Linked DNA regions of Sus scrofa: region 2 is linked to region 1. Evidence: chromatin contacts called from public HiChIP or PLAC-seq data. All regions are on one chromosome and are shown on one strand. Each heading gives the region's core, a stretch centred on a gene start, on an enhancer-like site or on the middle of the called end of the contact. The rest is flanking DNA. Distances are from core to core; before and after follow the strand shown.

Region 1 (3,228 bases), core at 390-2,889:
TAGCTAGAAAATTGCTGGGCAAAGTGGGGAGTGTGCATTTGAACCCTAACTCTGTGAGTGGAAAAGGTCCCTGCTAATAGGTTCTTAATTGAGAAGATCTTGCCTTCGCCCCCAAATCCAGGCAGAAAGAGATCAACTTCCTTGTTGTAACCACATACTAATGGGTAGGTAATTTTCTGGTCCAAGTTGCACAACCCTATCCTAACGTGGCAATCTCCATTCCAGTCTTGCTTTGTCTGGCTCCAAGTCTTCAACTCCTGCCCCTGTATGGGCATGGAAAAGGTAGCCTGCTATGTTGACAAAAACAAATCCCCTCCACTTCCATCCACTTTGGCATCAGGTTGCACGTTTCTGGCATCTCATGAAAGCACAATGCTTTTTTTTTTTTTTTTCTTTTAAATGTTATGCAGTATGCCTAAATATTTCTGGCTTGAGAATTTTAAGGTTATGCAGGCTACCACAACACTGGCCACATACCCTAACATTTTAAGACCAGTGTTTATGACCTGCCCTAGGCTATTGCTCAAGCTGACCTCAGAGAATATTTCCTTAGATTCAACGTAAAGAAGAGCTAGAGGGTTAATATGGAAGCTAACCTTTTAAAAACAGTTCTAAAAATAAAATTCATAGCTCAGATACTTAAATGATGAATTAGACATTTGTGTTTCTTAAATTGTCCATGGATGCTGAGACCTCTAATTTCTTGAACGCCTTGGGCACAGAATAATGATACTGTGGTTTGCAGGGGCAGTTCCACTAGCACCCAGCAGGTGGCGCACATGTAGCCAGCCTCCGGGGAAGGAGGGGTCTTCAGAAACAGAAAAGAGACAAGAATGACTCACTTATCTTTTCAAGGAGAGTTTGGATATGTGTACATATATGACTGAATCACTCTGTTGTACAGCAAAAATGATCACCACCTTGTAAATCAACGATACTTTAATACAACTTAAAAAAATAAAAATTCATAAGAAAAAAAGAGACTAAAAAAGGAGAGTTTTGATGGAGGTTGGAGTTGTGTTAAGTTTGACGCAGTCAGGGAAGCTGATATACCTTCATCTGTCCCCAACGACACAGGAAAACATCTTATGCCAACACAACTCTATTTTATTTCATTCAACTTCCTCAAAAGGGAAAAAAAAAAAAAAAGTGGTTTCCCAACAGCAGAGCGGGAGGAAAAAGGGGGGAAATATCCAAAGAGGGGGGAGATTCTGCATTTTATGGACCACTTTTATCAGGTGTTTCTTTCTCAGAGGGTAAAACACCATTGCTTTTGCCCCAGCTTGATTAAAAATGACCCATCCTCCCCCCTCAACCCCCGCCCCCCCCCAAATACAAAACAAACAAAATTATGCACAGTCTGCTCTGCCCTCAGCATGGACTTTCCTCTTCAGAAGAGGAAGCCTGTGTCCTGAACAGGCAACCCCTGCCCTGGGGGAAGAGAGGCCTGTCCCTCGATGCCCCAGTGTGCTGGGCTGAGCTAAGACAAAGGCTTGCCCTATTCCCATCAGCCCCAAGGACAACAGAGAAATTCCTTGTGAGCCTAGGGCTCTTTGGGGAAGAAGAGCCTGTCAAGGCCTCAGCCCTGGTGCTGTAATTTAGATGCATGGAAGCCCTCATCCCACCCCGCACAGCACAGGTGGTCACAGAGACACACCCAGGGATGTGCGCACACGCCTATCACCCACAGGGACCCTACGTCACCCTCTCCTTCCCCGAACACTAAATCTGGGAGTTCCCAGAGGAACAACCATGGGCCAGTCTCAGTGATAAGTGTGAGAGCATCAGCTTCTCACAACAGGCAGCTGGGGGGCCAGAGGCTTCTCCATCACCTTCCCATCTGGCCAGGGTCATCTGGACTTGTGCAATTAGAGGCTCAGCAAGGGAGATCCAGCAGAACTTCAGGTAGAAAAAACCCAGTGTAGGATTTAATCATAAGAAGAGGGGAAAGGATGAAGCAAAATATTCAGATCAGGGCGCATGGAAAAGGCAGGACCGGAAGGTGACTTTGTTGGCATCTGACATGCTGCATGGCATCAACTGGAAAACAAAAATAAGCATTGGGTGGGGCTAGAAAGCACCAGAAAACAGAGGCGCTGAAAAATGCCAGCTGTGGTTGGGGCCGATCTGGGGCGCCTGGGGCAGCGTGGGAAGGCAGCATGCAAACCCTCGGACCACCTCCCACCCACTCCGTCCTGTTGTCCTTTCTATATAGTGCGTTGGACATGGCAGGGGGGTTCCTCAGCGTGCAAGCTCCGTCCTGGAAAGACCACTTTGCTGTGCAGGGAAAGTTGGCCAATGTGAGACTTGCAGGTTTCACAGTAAGGCACGAGTCTGTGACAATGAGGGTTCCTGTGCAGAGGGCACTGCAGTGTTCATGAGTCTGTGTGCAAAACCAGATGCCTTCCCGTTACACTAGATGGTGGTTTTCTTTGTTGTTTGGGGTTTGTTTGTTCATTTAATTTTTTTATTACTGGAAGTCTTTGTAAGAGAAAGCAATTCAGTTCCTCTTCTCAGTGACTGACTCAACACCTTCTTGTCACATGTGTCACATTTTCCTCATTCCCCCCCACTCCTGCCCCCCACCCCCGGACTCACAGTTCTGTGTCTGCTCTCTCCTGGGGCTTCAGGATAGTTACCTCATTCATTTTTTAGTGTTTGTATTAAATAGTAGTAGAATAAACCACACCCCTTCTTGCTGTCCTTGGAAATCCACTCATGTTTTCCACTCAGTCACTGGCGTTTTTGTCAAACTCCTTGAATTCAGATTGAGAGGTTCAATGGGGAAGTGGCCGAAACGCTTAAATTCAAGTGAACCATTTTTAATGAAACCCCCATAGACTCCTGCTGTTTTATTCTTACTTTGTATAAGGATTAATAGTATTCATTCTATTACCCATCCAATATTAGTAAAAGATAGAAGCATTTTTACTTCCTTAAATATGATCTAATTTAGGAGGACTCTATTAAATCTGTGGCAAGAAAATTTAGTATTTTAGTGGACACTCGCTAAAGTCACAATACGAAGTATGGTAGTTAAAAAGAGGCGTCATGCAGGCCCTAACCAGTGGAAAGTTCCCTTTTCTTTTTTTTTTTTTTTTTTCTTTTTAGGGCCACACCCAGGCCATATGGAAATTCCCAGGCTATGGTTCCAGCCGAGGCCACAGCCACAGCAACACAGGATCCGAGCTGCATGTGCGACTTACCCCACAGATCATGCAACGCCAG
Region 2 (3,228 bases), core at 368-2,867, 110 kb after region 1:
GTGTAGGGTGCAGAAGCGGCTTGGATCTAGGGTTGCTGTGGCTGTGACATAGGCTTCAGCTGTAGGTCTGATTCAAATCTTAGCTCAGGAACCTCCACATGCCACAGGTATGGCTGTAAAAAGAAAAAAAAAATTTTTTTGAGAAAGTTCACATTCATGTTTGCCAGTTAGGACCTGACAGCCTCAAGGTTCCTTGTGGCTCTGTGAAGGTGAGGAACAGCTGCCCCTGTAGCTGGAGATTTCCTGTCCTCTTCACCACCATATCTGCTCTTTCTCCATCACAGAAGCTCCTGGTTCCCTGGGGCACTTCTTACACCACAGCAGCCCAACTTAGGTTCATCTGTGTCACATTTTAGATTTCACATATAAATGATATCATATGGTATTTGTCTTTCTCTGTCTGACTTACTTCACTTAGGATGAGAATCTCTAGATGATCCATATTGTTGCAAGTGGCCTTATTTCATTCTTTTTTATGGCTGAGTAGTTTTCCATCACATATATATGTATATGTATATATTTATACACATATACAGACACATACAATGATGAACGGGTAAAGAACATGGGGCACATCATTCTTTTAAGGTGCATGTGAATGATATGAAGTGTGACTATCAAGAGAAAAAATGGGAGTTCCCATCATGGCTCAGTGGTTAATGAATCCGACTAGGAACCATGAGGTTGTGGGTTCGATCCCTAGTCTTGTTCAGTGAGTTAAGGATCCGGCATTGCTGTGAGCTGTGGTGTAGGTTGCAGACGCAGCTCAGATCCTGTGTAGCTGTGGCTCTGGCATAGGCCAGCAGCTACAGCTCCAATTAGACCCCTAGCCTGGGAATCTCCATGTGCCATGGGAGCAGCCCTAGAAAAAAGACAAAAAAAAAAAAAAAAGAGAGAGAGAGGAGAGAGAAAAATGATACCACTCATACATTTCTCAAGCATTTAGTAAATCAAGAAATGAGTAAGGCAAACTGGAGGTCAAAGGATGTAACCGACACCCCTCCCAATGGGCTGGAAAAGAAGTATCACCTCCCCCCAAACAGCACATAGATGTTCAGGATAGACCCCCAGATTCCAATATCTTGATCTGTTATCCTTAGAGGATCGTACAGGGCTGTCAGATAACTTGTCCTCTTTGGGGGAGGGGGATGGAACCCAGTTCCTGTGACTACACACCTTCTTGCCCAGCCTACACAACCTTGAAGCCCAGAGGCTGCAGTGTCCTTGGCTTCCTGGCCAGGTGGCTGGCCCTTTCCCCAGCAGTTCCCAGAAGACCTGGTTCCTGGCAATTACACGCCTTCATTTTCCTTCCAGGTCTATTTTTGCCCAGAGCTGCAGATTCCCCACCGCAAGTCTCCATTCTTTTTCCCCAAGGACCCTATCTGTTTTCACAAAAGAGGGTTTTCCTTGCCCATTTCTGGTGCCTTTGAGTCACAGCCAGCATCCTTGCCAGTAGGTCATCAGCCTGCTCTGCTACCGAACCAACAACCCTGTCTTTGCCTCTGATGAAATGTTCCTCATGTGATCATCGGAATTTCAGCCAGAGGATACATGTGGGCAGAGCCTAGACGAAGGCCAAAGGCAACAAGCCCAGGAGAAAACAGAGACATGATGTCATCCCCAGTGACTACGGCTCCAGACACACTCCCAGTGGAGTCCGAGGCATCCCTGGGTGACCAAGATCCTCCTGATAGAGCAAAGCCAAGTGTTCCATCCTTGGGGAGGTCTGGAGACTTCAATGGACACTTTCGATGTTGAGTCTTCACCCTTGTATCTTGATTTCAGGTTCTACAAATAGTTAAGCATGAGACATCTCGCACTCAGATCCAGTATGTTCTCCACCAAAAGGCATGAAGCTGGAAGGGCTCCAGAAGAACACACACCACCATCTGTTGCAGTCACATCCTCAGTTAACTCCTGCCGCGTTGCTTCAAGAGGGAACACGTTAACTCATTGAGGGCAGGAACGTCTCTGTCTTATTCCATCGTTTATCCCTGATGCATAGAACACTGTTGACACTTAAGAAGTGCTAAGCCCATATTGGTGGGATGAACAATCCCTCTGATTTGAAAGGGAATTTATCAAGCTTTTACTCCACTGAACACAGGAAATCATCTATTATCACCCCTTTGGCTCTACCTCTGCAGAGTTTGCAAAGATTTCTTGGCAGGACTTTATCACCACCCCAGCAGGCATGAAGGTCCTTTCAATCCAGCTCACTTGTATGACCTTTCATCCCAGGCACTCAGTCTCCAATGCTTCTAGTAGGATACCCTTTGCCAACCACAGCCAGGTCGACCAGAAGGCTTAGGAAATTCCACACTCTATCCAGTGAGATCATTTCTGCCAGGGTCATGAAAGGATAAAGTTGTTCTCATCCTCAGTTTCTCTCCCTGAACTGACCCCACCTGGCAGGCCAGCCTCAGAATATCTGCAAGAGCAAGTGTTGTCAGGTTTTCACCCTAGCAGAAAACTTCAGCTCCTTATTACCAAGGTCGTGCTCCAAATACATTCCTCATTACCAGCCTCACGCTCTCTCACCCTCTTGGAGGACATGGGTTGGAACTCTTCTATTATCTTACTTCCCCAGTGGATCCCAAGTGATCAGAAATATAGGGAGAGGTGCAAACTACTGCCTTTGGAATGGAAAAGAAATGAGATCCCGCTCTATAGCACTGGGAACTCTGTCTAGTCACTTATGATGGAGCATGAAAGTGTGAGAAAAAAGAATGTATACATGTATGTGTAACTGGGTCACCTTGCTGTACAGTAGAAAATTGACAGAACACTGTAAACCAGCTATAATGGAAAAAATAAAAATTATTATATAAAAAAAGAAATATAGGGAGAGAGTCAGCCCAGGAATTCCTAAGCTGGCAAGGAATCCCTTCCACAACCATCTTCTCAAATTCCTTTTAATTTTTCCCCCTTCGACTTCCTCACTTCCCCAAAATGATCATAAAATACAACCACGATTCAGGATTAAAATGTCTCTGAAGCACCCTGGCTGTCTCCTATAACCCATTGTCATCAACCTGTGTATAATCATCTTACAACCATAGCGTCTGGGCCTTGCATTATCTTCAGAGATGCCAACCTCATAAAAGCCCCCAAAGCATCACTTGTGAGGTCGGTATTCTGAGCATGGCTGGGATTGTTGAAGATTAAGGAACCAGCCCCTTTCATCTCACAGTCCCAGTAACTTGGACTGTGACATAATCCTTCCGT

Evidence for each region. HiChIP or PLAC-seq counts read pairs in DNA pulled down with a chosen protein or histone mark.
Region 2: a contact with region 1 is called in an H3K27ac HiChIP or PLAC-seq map of alveolar macrophages. The contact joins two enhancer-like sites. A contact is called at or near these places in 24 of 47 Hi-C or Micro-C datasets (adipose tissue, alveolar macrophages, blood and 14 more) and 2 of 2 datasets of contacts at active chromatin or transcription factors (alveolar macrophages and skeletal muscle).

What each region holds. Positions count from the first base shown.
Region 1 is chr13:201,859,317-201,862,544 of Sscrofa11.1, forward strand. No RefSeq gene overlaps it. Among named protein-coding and RNA genes, the nearest start is that of KCNJ15, 33 kb to the right of the region's middle. Within about 2 kb of position 1,640, at least 6 of the 83 cell types and tissues checked have an H3K27ac peak or open chromatin away from gene starts, as enhancers often do. A contact at or near this core is called in adipose tissue, alveolar macrophages and retroperitoneal adipose tissue, where this site is marked.
Region 2 is chr13:201,968,369-201,971,596 of Sscrofa11.1, forward strand. No RefSeq gene overlaps it. Among named protein-coding and RNA genes, the nearest start is that of KCNJ15, 76 kb to the left of the region's middle. Within about 2 kb of position 1,618, at least 11 of the 83 cell types and tissues checked have an H3K27ac peak or open chromatin away from gene starts, as enhancers often do. A contact at or near this core is called in adipose tissue, alveolar macrophages and retroperitoneal adipose tissue, where this site is marked.